2 separate regions of the Mus musculus genome follow, and region 2 is linked to region 1. The links are chromatin contacts, called in public Hi-C maps. All regions are on one chromosome and are shown on one strand. The core of a region is the stretch at or near the end of the contact, and the rest is flanking DNA. Distances in the headings are between cores, read along the strand shown. Region 1 overlaps Armh3 (armadillo-like helical domain containing 3). Region 2 overlaps Armh3 (armadillo-like helical domain containing 3).

Evidence for each region. Hi-C and Micro-C count contacts between places; a contact is called where the count stands out from the background.
Region 2: a contact with region 1 is called in a Hi-C map of bone marrow-derived macrophages, with 36 read pairs. The contact joins two enhancer-like sites. A contact is called at or near these places in 2 of 484 Hi-C or Micro-C datasets (bone marrow-derived macrophages and nephron progenitors), 13 of 115 datasets of contacts at active chromatin or transcription factors (the NIH/3T3 cell line, acute myeloid leukemia, bone marrow-derived macrophages and 8 more) and 3 of 9 other capture datasets (embryonic stem cells, liver and pancreatic islet).

Annotation. Positions count from the first base shown.
Region 1 is chr19:45,840,520-45,848,065 of GRCm38.p6, forward strand. It overlaps Armh3 (armadillo-like helical domain containing 3), which reads right to left. Exons shown (of 26, transcript NM_198296.2): 24 at 5,589-5,667. Among named protein-coding and RNA genes, the nearest start is that of Kcnip2, 28 kb to the left of the region's middle. Within about 2 kb of position 3,117, at least 95 of the 459 cell types and tissues checked have an H3K27ac peak or open chromatin away from gene starts, as enhancers often do. A contact at or near this core is called in bone marrow-derived macrophages and microglia, where this site is marked.
Region 2 is chr19:45,981,640-45,989,185 of GRCm38.p6, forward strand. All of the region lies in intron 1 of Armh3 (armadillo-like helical domain containing 3), which reads right to left. Among named protein-coding and RNA genes, the nearest start is that of 4930505N22Rik, 13 kb to the right of the region's middle. Within about 2 kb of position 2,937, at least 17 of the 459 cell types and tissues checked have an H3K27ac peak or open chromatin away from gene starts, as enhancers often do. A contact at or near this core is called in bone marrow-derived macrophages and microglia, where this site is marked.

The DNA of each region.
Region 1 (7,546 bases), core at 1,867-4,366:
GCGGATTTCTGAGTCCGAGGCCAGCCTGGTCTACAGAGTGAGTTCTAGGACAGCCAGGACTACACAGAGAAACCCTGTCTTGAAAAACCAAAAAAAAAAAAAAAAAGAACTATCACCCTATGGTTGGGCAAGAAAGGACAGGCACCTATCTGAGAGTCCCATAGAGACCAGAGGGGAAGGTGGGGAGAAGGTGTGGAGAGACCAAATGGAGGGACCGGGAGGAGAAGAAAGTCACCAGGAGGCAGGTGATGTACCATGAGGAGTCTCCATGAGGACACACATGGAACAGAAAGAGCAAGGGCAAGACTCAGATTAAAGGTAAAGGACCGGGGACTGGAGAGATGGCTCGGTGGTTAAGAGCACTGAGACTGCTCTTCCAGAGGTCCTGAGTTCAATTCCCAGCAACCACATGGTGGCTCACAACCACCCGTAATGAGATCTGATGCCCTCTTCTGGTGCGTCTGAAGACAGCTGCAGTGTACTTATGTAGAATAATAAATAAATCTTCGGGACTGAGTGAGCAGAGTTGACTGGAGCAAGTGGGCCTACCGGAGCGAGCAGAAGTCCTAAATACAATTCCTAACAACATGAAGGCTCCAAACCATCTGTCCACCTATAGCGTACTCATATGCATAAAAATAAATAAATCTTTTTTTTTTAAAAAAAGGTAAAGGACCAAAGAAAAGAAAAGAAAAAAAAAAGGTAAAGGACCACGTGGCTGTGGTAGGCAGCCTAATTGAGTTAGATGATTTTTGGTGGGTGGGGTAGAAATAAGGCCGGTCTCCAACTCACAGAGCTCTGCCTGCCTCTGCCTCCCAAGTGCTGGAATTAGAGCTATTATGTTCCACAAAGCTTCAGACCATTTTGTGACCCAAGGACATGACATTCAAAAACTCTAGAATTCTCCATTCTTCCTGACTTGTTCAGGTCCTAGTTTTGAGTATTATTTTCCAATTTATGCCTCTCTATTATCTAACCGTATCCTTCCTCTTTTGAGTTAAGCTCTTCTTTCCTCTCTGTCTATTGAGCACGACAACTGCAGAGCCCTGCAAAACAAAACAGCTGATGGTGTAACATCAGCTGTAGTCTCTCTCTTTAAAATTATCTTATTTTATACGTATGGGTGCTTTGCCTGCATATATGTACCACATGCCAGCCTGCTAACCACAAAGGCCAGAAAAGGGTACATGATCCCCTAGAACTGGAGTTACAGGTAGTTGTGAGGTAGGTGTTGAACTTGGGTCCTCTGGAAGAGCAGTCAGAGCCACCTCTCCAGCCCCCAAGGACTTTTCATAGACATCAGTGGGATCCGCCGGCACAGGCATGTACACCCGGGCGCCAGGAGGCCTGCAGCTCGCCTGAGCTACACAGCAAGTTAAAGAACAGTCTGAGCAAATTAGTAAGACTCTATCAAGATAAAAACTAGAAAGGGGGTCTGGGGAATGTAGCTCAATCACAGAACACTTGCTTAACTAAATGTGTGAACCACTGGGTTTAACTGCAGTACAGGAGGAAGGGGCTTCCATTATATGCCTTCAACCCACATTTATTTAGTACAGATAAAGTAGTCCCTGAAATGTCCCAAGGAGACATAGGCTGTTCGACTCAATACCTTATGGGAATGAAAACTGGGGCCAGGGCAGTAGTGAGGGAGCAGACAACTCATTAAAAGGCCAGTGGTCTGCAGCTGCTCTTTCTGTGTCCTAGGCCCGAGTTCTAGAAATGAATACCAAGGAAAGTAGTGGTGAGAAAGAAAAGACTCAAAGCCAACACAAAGCTCTTCAAGTCACAAAGTTCTTTTGCTGACATGCATTACGACAGGGTCTCACTCTACAGCCTGGGTTGACCTTCAACAACCATCCACCTGCATGCTGGGATTACAGGCATGAAGAACAGTCACATCATCATAGATTTATCCTTTTCAAGGTTCTTATTCCTTGACCAAGGAATTCCAGTTTCTACGAGATAAGCATGAATGTTTACTACCGAGCTACACTGGAGAGAGACAGGAGCTAAATCTCAGTTGAGGGTAGACAATAAGCCTGGAGAGTAACTTTTCTCCAACTGTTCTAGGAATAACTATACCTCATAGTTTCACTATTGGTAGCACACTCCCTTTTGTTTGTTTTGTTTGAGACAGGGTCTTGTTATGTTGCTCTGGGTGTCCTAGAATTCACCACTGTGTAGACTAGGCAGGCCTCAAATTCAGATATCTACCTGCCTCTGGTATTAAAGGAGGATACCATTACACCCAGTAGGGATTACAACAATGTTCTACATTGCCTAGTATGTATGAAACATTTAAACTTATAAAAATAAATAAATCTTCAAAAATCCTCACAAAACTAGGTGGCAATGGTGGCCTCCTGTCTATAATGCCAGCACCTGGGAGGCTGAAGCAAGAGGATTCTGTGAGCTGAAGGCCAGCCTGGGCTACACAGTGAGTCCCAGGTTAGACTAGGCTAACCCTGTATTTTTTAAAAAAGGATTAATCCCAGTACTCCACAGGCAGAGGGAGGCAGGTCTCTGTGAAGCCAGCCTGGTCTACAAATCGAATTCCAGGACAGCCAAGACTGTCACACAGAAAAACCCTGTTTCCATCACCCAAAAAAGAATTCACAAATCTTTTCTAGGAACAAAATGGAAAGCTGGCAGGCAGAGCTAACAAAGAGCCTGTCCTGTCTGCCTAACTTACTAAATGCCATAAACCCCAGCTAATGCCTATTAACAGGCTTTAGGTTTTATCTTAGAAGTATTTTAGAATCTACTAAAGATTAAAATCCTGTTTTGTTTTGCCCCCGACCCCCCCTCTCTACTAATGTAGCTGCTAACAGCTGCAGGGCCTCACTGCCCTGAAAGCCAGCTCTTTGGGAAGCTGGAAATCCTTTTGACTTTGTGACATTAGGATTAAAGTTCATAAGTAACAGGAGAGAAGTACTCCACGTGTTGGAGACAGGCAAGGTAGTCAAATAACTCTAACCTGATAAAAAACAAGTTCACTTGCTGTTGCTACAGAGGAAGAGGGAGGGAGAAGGGGGAGGGGGAGGAAAAGGGCCTTCATTTAGAAGCCTTCAGAGGCAGTTGGGGAAGAGAAACCACCATTCTGAGAGCAGAGTGCTGGGGTAACAGTACTGTTACAGGAAGCGAGCGAGCGAGCGAGCTAGCTAGCGAGCAAGCGCACAATAACCAGGACTGCAGAGATTCCACGTGGACTTGTCACCAGTGACCCTCACTGCCCTGCGTTCTGTCACAGCATGTAACTGTCACACAGTAAATAGATCACCGAGGACCCCTCCTGTTGGCTGTGCTGGGGAATGAATGCTAGATAAGCACTCACAGGCACCTATCCATCCCCAGCCCTCTTCCCTATGGGTGAGTAACCTGAGTTCCTTTCCTCGATTCTGGCTTGTGGATCCAAGGACCACTTTTTAGCATCACTTTAAACCTTGAGTGGAGGTGAAAGAGGATGAGGAGACAGCTTGTCAATTTTCCCTTTTCTGATTTTTCTCATGCACCACATGGTTTTTGTTTTGTTTTGTTTTTTTTGTTTTTTGTCTTGTTTTGCTTTGTTTTGTTTTAAATTATCATTGGCTGGTGGCTGCTACCTCTGGAGAACGATGTCAGCTGTCCTCCCAAGCTGCTGCATGGCTTTCAGGCTGCCCAAAGCTTACAGTGGTAGGAGGACCATCTCCTTCCCTAACACACAGAACAGAATACACAGGCGTTCTGCAGGAAAATGACACAGACAGCTCCAACAGCAAAGAACAGGAATCTGCTCTGCTCCACAGGCAGAGGAAAAAGAGAATGAAAGCCACTCATAAAGGCAGCTTTTTAAGTGTGAGGATGGAGTCACACAGCTGGCGTCACAAAAGAGAACAAATATTGAATAGGAAACAACTGACAGATCGATCAATAGAGTTCCATTCACCTGGCTGCAGAGAGCTGCTGGAGGGAGAACTGAGAAGGCTCTGTTAAAAAAAAAGCTTGCCTGCTGCCTCACTGGGTGAACTGAATACCTTTCAAGAACATTGGAACACATGGTCACAAAATAGCTGCTAGCTGGTCCTGTCAGTTAAGAAACTCAGAAGTGCTACAAGGATGCACTGGCAAGAAAAGGAGACCAGAAAATACAAGGTTTGGAATTTATTCCTTGGCTTTTCCAACTTAGAAGGATGAAATGCAAAAAAGGAGATTCAGGTATGTAAGTACGTGTGTGTGTGTGTGTGTGTGTGTGTGTGTGTGTGTGTGTGTGTGTGTGTGTGTGTATGTATGTGGTGTGTGTATGTGTATGTCGGGGTCTTTCACTGAACTTAGAGGTCACCTGTTTAACTAGACTGCCTAGCTAGCAGGCTCCGAGAACCCACACACCTCTGCCTTTTTGATGTTGGAGTTACAGGCACGCCTCGCTTTTGTATGTGTGCGCTGGGGGCTGAGCTCAGGCTCCCATGCTTGGGCAGCGAGCGCTTTACCCAAATAAGACATCACCTCAGCAGCGTGTAAGACTCGAAAGCCCAAATGAAAGAGCAAGGTGGGGCATTCCTGCACTGGGAGGTATAGGAGGGGGCCAGGAGCTGAAAGGTCATCCTCAGCTACACAGGGAATTTAGCCATATACATGAGCTAAAATCATACACCCAACATAGGCTATATGAGCCTGGCTTTATGTCTTTTTTTCTTTGTAGCAGCAGATTTATATAAAGCTATACACTTATCAAGCTATACTCTAATAAAGACTCTTATTTAGACAGAGAGAGAGAGAGAGAGAGAGAGAGAGAGAGAGAGAGAGAGAGAGAGAACTCAGATGAAGCAGGGTTCAACTCCATGCCAGGCTGAATCCCATCTGTACTTTTACATGGTGTAGAGCTGAGCACAAGTGCTAACTGAGAAGGGGAAATCAGACCAGCCTCAAGAAGACAAATGTACAAAGCTATCTGCATCCTCAACTCAAACCTGCCCAGAAATAACTGTTCAAGGCAAAGAGAACACAATCACTAATGAAAACCCATCTCAATGAGCTCTCAATTAAAGCTCATGCTCTAATGAGCCAAATGCCTTCATGTTAAGCTGAACTCAAGGTTTTCATGTGGCTGGAATTTATGTTCATTTCTAAGTTATCAGGTCTTACTTTTGTTTGGTTTGTTGGAGTTTTAAGACAGGGTGGCATGCAGTACAGGCTGTTGCTGGACTCACTGCATAACCAAGGACACCTCTAACTCCTGCTTTTACCTTCCAAGTGCTGCGATTACAGGTATGCACCATCATGTGGACATGTCTGACTTTCAGAAATCACAATCCCTGTGCCTGAGAGCGTGACAATGGATGTCCCATCACCTGCTCTAAGACAGCGACCCATGAAGCTTCAGCTCATACTTTGTACAACTAAACAAACCCTTCAGATGGCACAAGGGAAGGAGGGTTTACTAGGTTTAAAGAAGCAGCAAGCAATCTTGCACCAACTCTTCTCACCAGCCTGGTTTGACCATCCTACTCCTTCCTTTGCTCAAAGCTTAGTAACAGAGTCCCATTACTAGAAAGAGCTTCCTGATCCTTCCCACCAGCAAGGTCATTCTGGGGAGAGCAGTGGCTTACCTGTTCCTCCGACAGTTGAGATATGTGATTCACAGCAGCATAGGACTCAATTTTGGGATTAAAGTGATTGATGATGGCTCTGAAATAAAGAATTAACATTACTATGGTCCCAGATGGAATACAGTGACAATCCAGTTAATCAGGAGTGAGCAGCCTTGGGTTTATTCCTGTCAACTTGACATAAGCTACAGTGTCAAGCCTCCAGCACATTGGCTTCTAGGCAACCCTTAATGAAATTTCTTTGATTAGTGATTATTGATGTGGGAGAGCAATGCCACCTCAGGACGGGTGGTCCTGGATAGTATAAGAAAGCATGCTGAAGGACCAGAGAGATGCCAATGGTCAAGACTGATTGCTGTTCTTACAAAGAACCCAGATCACACGAGCAGCCACACTGGGTAGCTCCCAACTGTCTCCAATTCTAGGGGATCTGACACCCTCTTCAGGCCCCTAAGGATGCTGCATGTGCCTGGTATACACACATAGGCAAACACACACACACAGAAATAAAAGGAAGGGAAGGGGGAAGGGAAGGGGGAAGGGAAGGGGGAAGGGAAGGGGGAAGGGAAGGGGGAAGGGAAGGGGGAAGGGAAGGGGGAAGGGGGAAGGGAAGGGGGAAGGGAAGGGGGAAGGGAAGGGAAGGAAGAGAAAGAGAGAGAGAAAAGCATGCAAGTGAGCAAGCTGAGCAAGCCACGAAGACAATGCACATGGCCTGTTTCAGCTCCGCCTCTGGTTCCTGTCTTGAGTTCCTGCTTTGACTTTGCTCTGAGGGAGTGACCTGGAATCTGTAAGATGAAATGAACCCTTTTCTCTACAAGTTGCTTCTGGCTACGGTGTTTATCACAGCATGAGAACAAGCACAACTGTCCTCTTCCTAAGCATGAGGCTAAAAATTATGACCTGGAAACCAACATGGGAAGGATTTAATAACTTACAGAAGGATAGAATCAAATGCCTCTGATGTGCAAATGAACTCAGAGAAAAACATAAAAACAAAAATCATGCTAAGACTTCCTGAGATGAAAAAGGTCCCAGGGGGTGTCCACTAGGGGGCCATGGTGCTCCAATCAGAACAAGCAGTACAGGCTAACATGTAGATAAAATACAGTCTCTGAGGAAGCTAAGCTTTATTAAAGCTGACATTCAGTCTTTATGCTTGTTAGTATTAGTTCCAAACCATAATTTAAATTCTATGCATTGAAACCAAGATCAGAGTGTATCACTTGATCACATCTGAAGTCACCACAGCTGGTTACATTTACCTCTCCAAAAAAAAATCTCTGAGGGTCTGGAGAAAAAGTGCTTGTTAAGCAAACACAAGAACCTGAGTTCAGAGACCCCAGCACCAATATAAAAGCTGAGCATAGTTGTGTGCCTGCGTCCCCAAATAGTGCGTGTGTTTTTGTGTGTGTGTGCACTTGCGCATACATGTGTTCATGTAGAGACAGAGGGTTGGGTGGCTAGCCAGTGTAGTGAAACATAATGAACTCCAGATTCAGTGAGAGGAGATTGTGTTTTTAAAAATTAGGTTCCCATGGCTACAGTAGTGTCATGAATATGAATGGTAACTACTTTCTGCTTGTTTATAAAGGCCTGCTGCACAGATGGAAACACATGTCTAGTACTGCAAATCTGGCCTAGAACCGAAGGTTGAAAAGCTCAGAGGTCCCAGGAATGAACCTACTACTACTGTCCAGCTCAATGAATTTAATGTCAAACTGCCCTACAGATCTGTATCTCTCAACCATGGCCTACTGTAGCTCTCACACCTCATCAGAGAAGGAACTCACACTTGGTCAAGCACAGAGAATCAGGGTCAGTGGAGTGCTCAGCCACATATGGAACACATCTATATCACACCCCCTCTAGTAGGTCCAGGATCACCGTCGATGATGGAATGGAAGGCTCCAAGAGCCAGAGATCAAGGCGAAGAGAGCAAAATGCTCTCTTCTGAGTCC
Region 2 (7,546 bases), core at 1,687-4,186, 140 kb after region 1:
TAAGATGTAGAATTCTTGATCCTCCAGCATTATGTGTGCCTGAAACTGTAAGTCAGCCCTATTAAATGTTTCCTTTGTAGGAGTTGCCTTGGTCATGGTGTCTCTTCACAGCAATAAAACCCTAAATAAGACACTAGACTTAAATAACAGGAGGAAACCAGCCTCCTGAACCTTGGGGGAAAGTGTTGAAGATGGAGAGAAGGTCAGGTACAATAAACCCAAGGTCTGAGCACACAAACAGGTTCAGACAGAAACACCAGAGCCTACATTAGGGTGAACCCTTTTTGAAAAGCTTCTGTGAAGTTTCTCGAAGGGGTTATCTTATACTTCTAGGTTGTGTGTAGGTTTGGTTTGGTTTGGCTTAGGGAGGGCCTTTCACATTACAGACAAGTGATCCACCACTGAATTATATTCCTAGCCCTTGCTTTTCAAATATATAGAGAACTCAAGAGATGGCAAAGCTGCTCAGTAGGACAGGTGCATTTTGGGATCACAGGAACGGATTCCTGCAAGCTGTTCTCTGATCTCTGCATGTGCGCCTCAACACACATAAATAAATACACACTCACGCAGTAAATGTAATAATTTGTAAAAAGTTTTAAGGGAGCTGGAGAAACTGCTCAGTCATTAGAAGAGCTTGCTGCTCTTGCAGAGTTTGATGTCTAGAACTCAAACAGGAGGCTCACAACAGCCTACAACTCTGGTTCCAGGACATCGGATGCTGCCTTCTGGCCCACACTCTTTGGCCTCAGCAAGCAAGTAACTACTCATGTGTGCACATATATACTTATGGGTACACTTACACATAATAAATATTTAAAATTCTTTAAAAAGAGTATTGAAATATTTCTCAGCAGAGAGGCTTAAGAGATGGCTCAGTCATAAGAACTGATGCTGCTCTTGCAGAGGTCCTGAGATTGGGCTCCAGCACCCAAACTGCACTTGGAGGCGGAACGAACGGAGACCCTTCATTCACATGAACAAACCTACATTCGAACACATGAGCATACATAGAATATAAAAACTATCTGGGCGATGGTGGCTTGTACCTTTAATCCCAGCACTTGGGAGGCAGAGGCAGGCAGATTTCTGAGTTCAAGATCAGCCTGGTCTATAAAGTGAGTTCCAGGACAGCCAGGGCTATATAGAAAAACCCTGTCTTGGAAAAAAAAAAAAAAAAAAAAAAAAAAAGAAGAAGAATGAGCTCTAAGACAATCAAGGCTACACAGAGAATTCCTGTCTCGAATAATTATTATTAAAAGTATCTCAGAAAATGGAAAAATTATAATACAGTCATACAATTTAATATACAGAAAATTAAAAGACATTAATAATACATGAAACATGGGGGTTAAAGAGATGGCCAGTGGACTTCTAGAGGACCCTGGAACAATTTCCAGCAACCACATGGCAGCTCACAACTGTCTGAAACTCCAATTCCAGGGGATCTGGCACCCTTACACAGGAATATATACATTCAAGCAAACACCAATGCATATAAAATAAAAGTAAATAAATCAGCCAGGGTTGGGAAGAATGATGTCACAAGCCTTTAATTCCAGGACTGGAGAGGCAGAGACAGTCAGATCTCTGGCTTTGAGGTCAGCCTGGGCTCACTACAGAGTAAGTCCAGGACAACTTGGGCTATACAGAGAAACCCTGTCTCAAAGCAAACAAACAAACAAACAAACAAACAAAACAAAACAAAAAAATCACACAAAAACAAACAAGTAAAAAGTGATTCATGAAACAGCAGTTAACCTTCACAGAAATGCTACATAGAAGAGTACAGCCTGCTGATTCCATTTCTGTAAGATCAAAAGACAAAACTCATCTACAGTGACAGAGCTGGGACAGCAGCAGGGAGACAGTAGCAAAGAAGCACAAGAAAACCTTCTGAGATCCCAGGAATGCGTCACTCTGGTGTCAGTAAGGGTTAAGCAAAATTTTGGGGGGTTAGAGGGGTTGAGACAGGGTTTCTCTGTGTAGCCCTGGCTGTCCTGGAACTCACTCTGTAGACCAGGCTGGCCTCGAACACAGAGATCCACCTGCCTCTGCCTACCAAGTGCTGGGACTAAAGGCATGTGCCACCATGCCTGGCTGCAACAAGTACTCTTAACCACTGAGCCATCTCTCCAATCCCTTGTAAACATTACTTAAAAGATGACATCACACTAACTTATTTTTTAAGTCAGGATCTCTTACAGCCCAGGCTGACTCAAACTGTGGGTAACTATGAACGGCTAATCCTCCTGCTTCCACCATGCAGGTGCTGAGATGACAAGCATGCACCACTATGCCCAATTTTATGCACGTTTTAGGTTGCCTTCTGTTGCTGTGAAAAAGACTATGACCAAAAGCATCTTGGGAAGGAAAGAGTTTATGTCAGCCTACAGCTTATAGTTCATCATTAAGTCAGGGCACAAACTCAAGGCAGGAACCTAGAGGCAGGAGTTGAAGCAGGGATCATGAAAGAACAATACTCATTAACAGGCTCCCATGGCTTGCTTAGCCTACTTTGTTATAGCGCCTGGGACATCTGCCCAGGATAGTGGAGACCACAGTGGATTGGGCCTTTCCACACCAATCATCCATCAATCAAGAAAGTGTCCCCTAGACTTGCCTACAGGCCAATCTGAAGGAAGCATTCTATCAGTTGAAGTCCCCTCTTCTCAGATGAGCCTAGCTTGTGTCAAGTTGGAAACAAAAACAAACTAACTAACTAACTCACTGCTGCAATGTTAATTGAGCAAATTTAGTCCTCTGGGCATAATTATCCACCAAACTTGATTATAAATGGAAAGACATTGTCTTAGGGTTACTATCACTGTAATGAAACTCCATGGCCAAAAGCAACTTGGAGAGGAAAGGGTTTATTTGGCTTACACTGCACAGTCCATCATTGAGGAAGTCAGGACAGGAACTCAAGCAGAACAGAAACCTGCATCAGGAGCTATGCAGAGGCCACAGTGGGAACCTGCTTACTGGCTTGTTTCACATGGCTTGCTCAGCCTGCTTTCTTATAAAACCCAGGACCACCAGCCCAAGGATGGCACCACCCACAATGGCTGGGTCCTCTCCAAAGAATCACTAATTAAAAAAATAGCCTACAGGTGGGCATGGTGGCACACACCATTAATTCCAGCTCTGGAAAGGCAGTCAGGTGGATCTCTGTGAGTTCTAGGCCAGCCTGGTCTGGGTTCCAGGACAACCAGGCTACACAGAGAAACCCTGTCTTGGGGGAGAGGGGAGTGAGGGTGGGGGAAGAGAAACGAAGGAAGGAAGGAAGGAAGGAAGGAAGGAAGGAAGGAAGGAAGGAAGGAGGGAAGGAGGGAAGGAGGGAAGGAGGGAAGGAAGGAAGGAAGGAAGGAAGGGAGGAAGGAAGGGAAGGGGGAAGGGAAGGGGGAAGGGAAGGGGGAAGGGAAGGGGGAAGGGAGGGGGGAAGGGAAGGGGGAAGGGAAGGGGGAAGGGAAGGGGGAAGGGAAGGGGGAAGGGAAGGGGGAAGGGAAGGGGGAAGGGAAGGGGGAAGGGAAGGGGGAAGAAGGGAAGGGGGAAGAAGGGAAGGGGGAAGAAGGGAAGGGGGAAGGGAAGGGGGAAGGGGGAAGGGAAGGGGGAAGGGAAGGGAAGGGGGAAGGGAAGGGAAGGGGGAAGGGGGAAGGGGGAAGGGGGAAGGGGGAAGGGGGAAGGGGGAAGGGGGAAGGGAAGGGGGAAGGGAAGGGGGGAAGGGAAGGGAAGGGAAGGGAAGGGAAGGGAAGGGAAGGGAAGGGAAGGGAAGGGAAGGGAAGGGAAGGGAAGGGAAGGGAAGGAGGGAGGGAGGGAGAGAGAGAGAGAGAGAGAGAGAGAGAGAGAGAGAGAAAGGGCCCTACAACTAGATCTTATGGAGGCATTTTCTCAATTAAGGTTTCCGCCTTTCAAATAACTCTAGTTTGTGTCAAGTTCACATCAAACACTATAAACCAAGAAGAGAAAGATGAAATGGGGAATAATTCAAGTACAGGTCTGAGAGTACATTCAGTACTACAGAGCGATGATTCCCTGATTTAGATTCCCCTAAAGTACCTCCTAACTATATAGACTCCTAACCCTTCCCACTACTGAATCAGACTGCTAAGATAAAGACTAGGAGTCTACATTTTCCTCTATTGAGGTACAGTCTGTCTATCTGGCTATCCACAGCTGAAGAGGGAGTCCTACATTTTTTTTTTTTAAAGATTTATTTATTGATTATATGTAAGTACACTGTAGCTGTCTTCAGACACTCCAGAAGAGGGAGTCAGATCTCATTACGGATGGTTGTGAGCCACCATGTGGTTGCTGGGATTTGAACTCTGGACCTTCGGAAGAGCAGTCGGGTGCTCTTACCCACTGAGCCATCTCACCAGCCCGAGTCCTACATTTTTAACAATCACTCCAGATCACTGGATCCTAACTGCCCCAGAAGACACTTGTCAATGTCTAGAGACATTTCTGGTTGTCCTAACCCAGAGAAATATCAATAGAATCTACTGGAGAGAGTCCAAAGACCAGGGGTATTGCTAAGCATTCTACAATGCACAGGAAACCCTCTCCAACAATGAAGTACCCACCCCATTATGCCAAGAGTGAATGATGAGATTAACAAACCCTATTCCAGAAATTCTATAAAGCTTAAGAAGGGCTCATCTAAACTGGGCTCCTGGCACACGCTTGTAATTCCAACATTAATTGGTGGCAAGAAAATCAAGTGTTGCCGGGCTATGGTGGCGCACGCCTTTAATCCCAGCAGAGGCAGAGGCAGGCAGATTTCTGAGTTCGAGGCCAGCCTGGTCTACAAAGTGAGTTCCAGGACAGCCAGGGCTATACAGAGAAACCCTGTCTCAAAAAAACCAAAAAAAAAAAAAAACAACAAGTGTTCCAAGTCATCCTCAGCTACATAATGAGTTCGAGCACCTATACTCCCAATACTGGGAGCTGAACCACCTCACATTCAGTGAGAGACCTGCATCAAAAAATGACACATGGGCATAGGTATGCACAACATCAGGGATTACATGGCGTGTCTGTAACTGCAACATTCAAAAGGCTGAAGTAGGAGGGTCACTGCCAGATCAAGATCAGCCTGAGCTACATGTCAAGAGCCTGTCTCAAAATACAAACAAGATGGGGCTGGAGAGATGGCTCAGCAGTTAAGAGCACTGACTGCTCTTCCAGAGGTCCTGAGTTCAAATCCCAGCAACCATACGGTAGTTTACAACCATCTGTAATGGGATCCAATGACCTACCTCTTCTGTTGTGTCTGAAAAGACCAACAGTGTACTCACATTAAATAAGTCTTAAAAAAAAAAAAAGTCAACTTTTCATGGTCGTTTTTATCATTCCAAGTCAGTGGTTCTCAGAGGAGACAATTTTGCTGTGACCCATTCACTCAACACCCAAGAGAGACGACTCATTTCAAAGAGAGCCTGAGTTCTATTCCTAACACTGAAGAAAGAAGATCTTTAGTTATGTTTAGTTAGTCTATTGCAAGACCCACCACACACATCACTAAGAAGATGCAGGCTTTGCAACCTCTGCCACTCTTCCTTTTCAAGCTACCTCCCATCTCTCCAGCCCGTGGACTTAGCTTACTTTCACAGGCTTCCTCGGCACAGGTCCTCTTATTAGCATGGAAAACAGATTCCCCTACTTCCAGCCCAAAGACTGGTAAACAAGTATGGAACGTCATCCGCACTCCGTCTCTGTGGCTATTCACACCATGCTGTAACCAACTGAGCTAACCATCCAGTTATGGCCAGTTACTCCAAGTCTTTCCTCAAAATGAAAACAGAGTAGATCCAGATTCTATTTGTTTGTTTGGGTTGGGTTTTTGTTTTGCTTAGTTTTCTTTGGGGTGGAGGAGAGTCAAGACAGGGCTCTGTGTAGCCCTGGCCACCCTGGAACTCACTTTGTAGACCAAACTGGCCTCAACTCAGAGAGCTACCTGCCTTTGCCACTGCTGCCCGTTTAGGCCTGTGTTCTTGAAGCCGTCTCCCCGAAAGCCTTCACTGAGACGGAAGAGCACATGCCGTCGCTGCTGCTCTTTTAATTCCTGGATGTGGAAGTCTTCAGTTAGTCCTCCTTATCCTCAGAGCGCTGCTTCGGTCTTGTGGGAGGTGATATACATTAAGATAACACTCCTGAGAAGTTACTATGCACTTGGCACTACTCTCTGTGCTTTAAATACTCTGCATTTATTCTTTACAATAATCAGATAGAATAAGCACTGTCATAATCTTATATGAATTTTACTTGCCCAAAATAACACAGCTGGCAAATAGTAAAGACACTAAATGTTCTTCTCTGGTCGCCATCCACTCTAATAGAGTCAGGAGATGGCTCAGCAAGGAAAGGTACCTGCAGGGAAGCCTGACAAGCTGAGTTGGACCCCCATGGCGGAAGGAGAACTGACTCCCACCAGTTGTCTTCTGACCTCTACATATACACTACAACACGAAGGCACCCACAGCAGGAACACATACAAACATGATAAATAAGGACATACATACATCATACATACATACATACACACATACACAAAATATATATAATTTAAATATATTTTAAAAGAATATCTTGTGAATATAGAAGATCAGGCTCTAGGAATAGTGAATTATTAAAAAGCAGACTGAGTGTGTGTTGTGGAAGGACCTGGTGCTGTTTGTATGTTGATGCTAATTCCACTCTCCTGGGAGGGGTTGCTGACAAGGAGTGAGTCATACTCAGATGACTTGTTGTGAACCAATCCCCTAAAGAATAAAGGCCAATCACTGGGCAAGTAAGAGGGACTTCCGGGTTGGACAAAGTGTGAGAGAGTTAGGTCTCTATTGGACAGGGATAGTGTGAGGACAAGCTGTAGTTACAAGCATCTCCTGGCTTCAATGGTAGGTCCATCAGGATTCATCAGGAGGATTTAGATTTAATAAGGCTTACAAGGAGGATTTTAGTTGTTGCACCCAGCAATTGAGTTGCCGTCGTTTCTGAACTAAGTTTGTGTTGCATTTTCCGTCACACAGCTGCTCATACAGGTTCAAGAGAGAAAAGTACAGCAGCAAAGTGTGGGTTTGCCTGAGGTGCACCACAAAGGTGTGGGGGATTTGAAGCACGGGGTTGAGGTGGTAGCTACTCGCCATAGGGAACCAACCTAACTGGGTGGAGACAGGTGGAGACATTTGGGGTGCTCCGGGCCAGAGAGTCTCCAAAAGATAAAAACAGGTAGGCCATTGCCTGCCAGTGCATGGCCGGCCAGGCCTCCAGGGCAGAGGCACAAGCCAGGGAACGTGCCGGTTCTCTTTTTTTTTTTTTTTTTTTTTGGGGGGGGGGTTCGAGACAGGGTTTCTCTGTAGCCCTGGCTGTCCTGGAACTCACTCTGTAGACCAGGCTGGTCTCGAACTCAGAAATCCGCCTGCCTCTGCCTCCCAAGTGCTGGGATTAAAGGCGTGCGCCACCACACCCGGCGACGGTTCTCTTTTTTAATTAATTCCCACAGCAAGTATGAGTTACAACTTACGGGAGTGAGTGGGCAATGCTT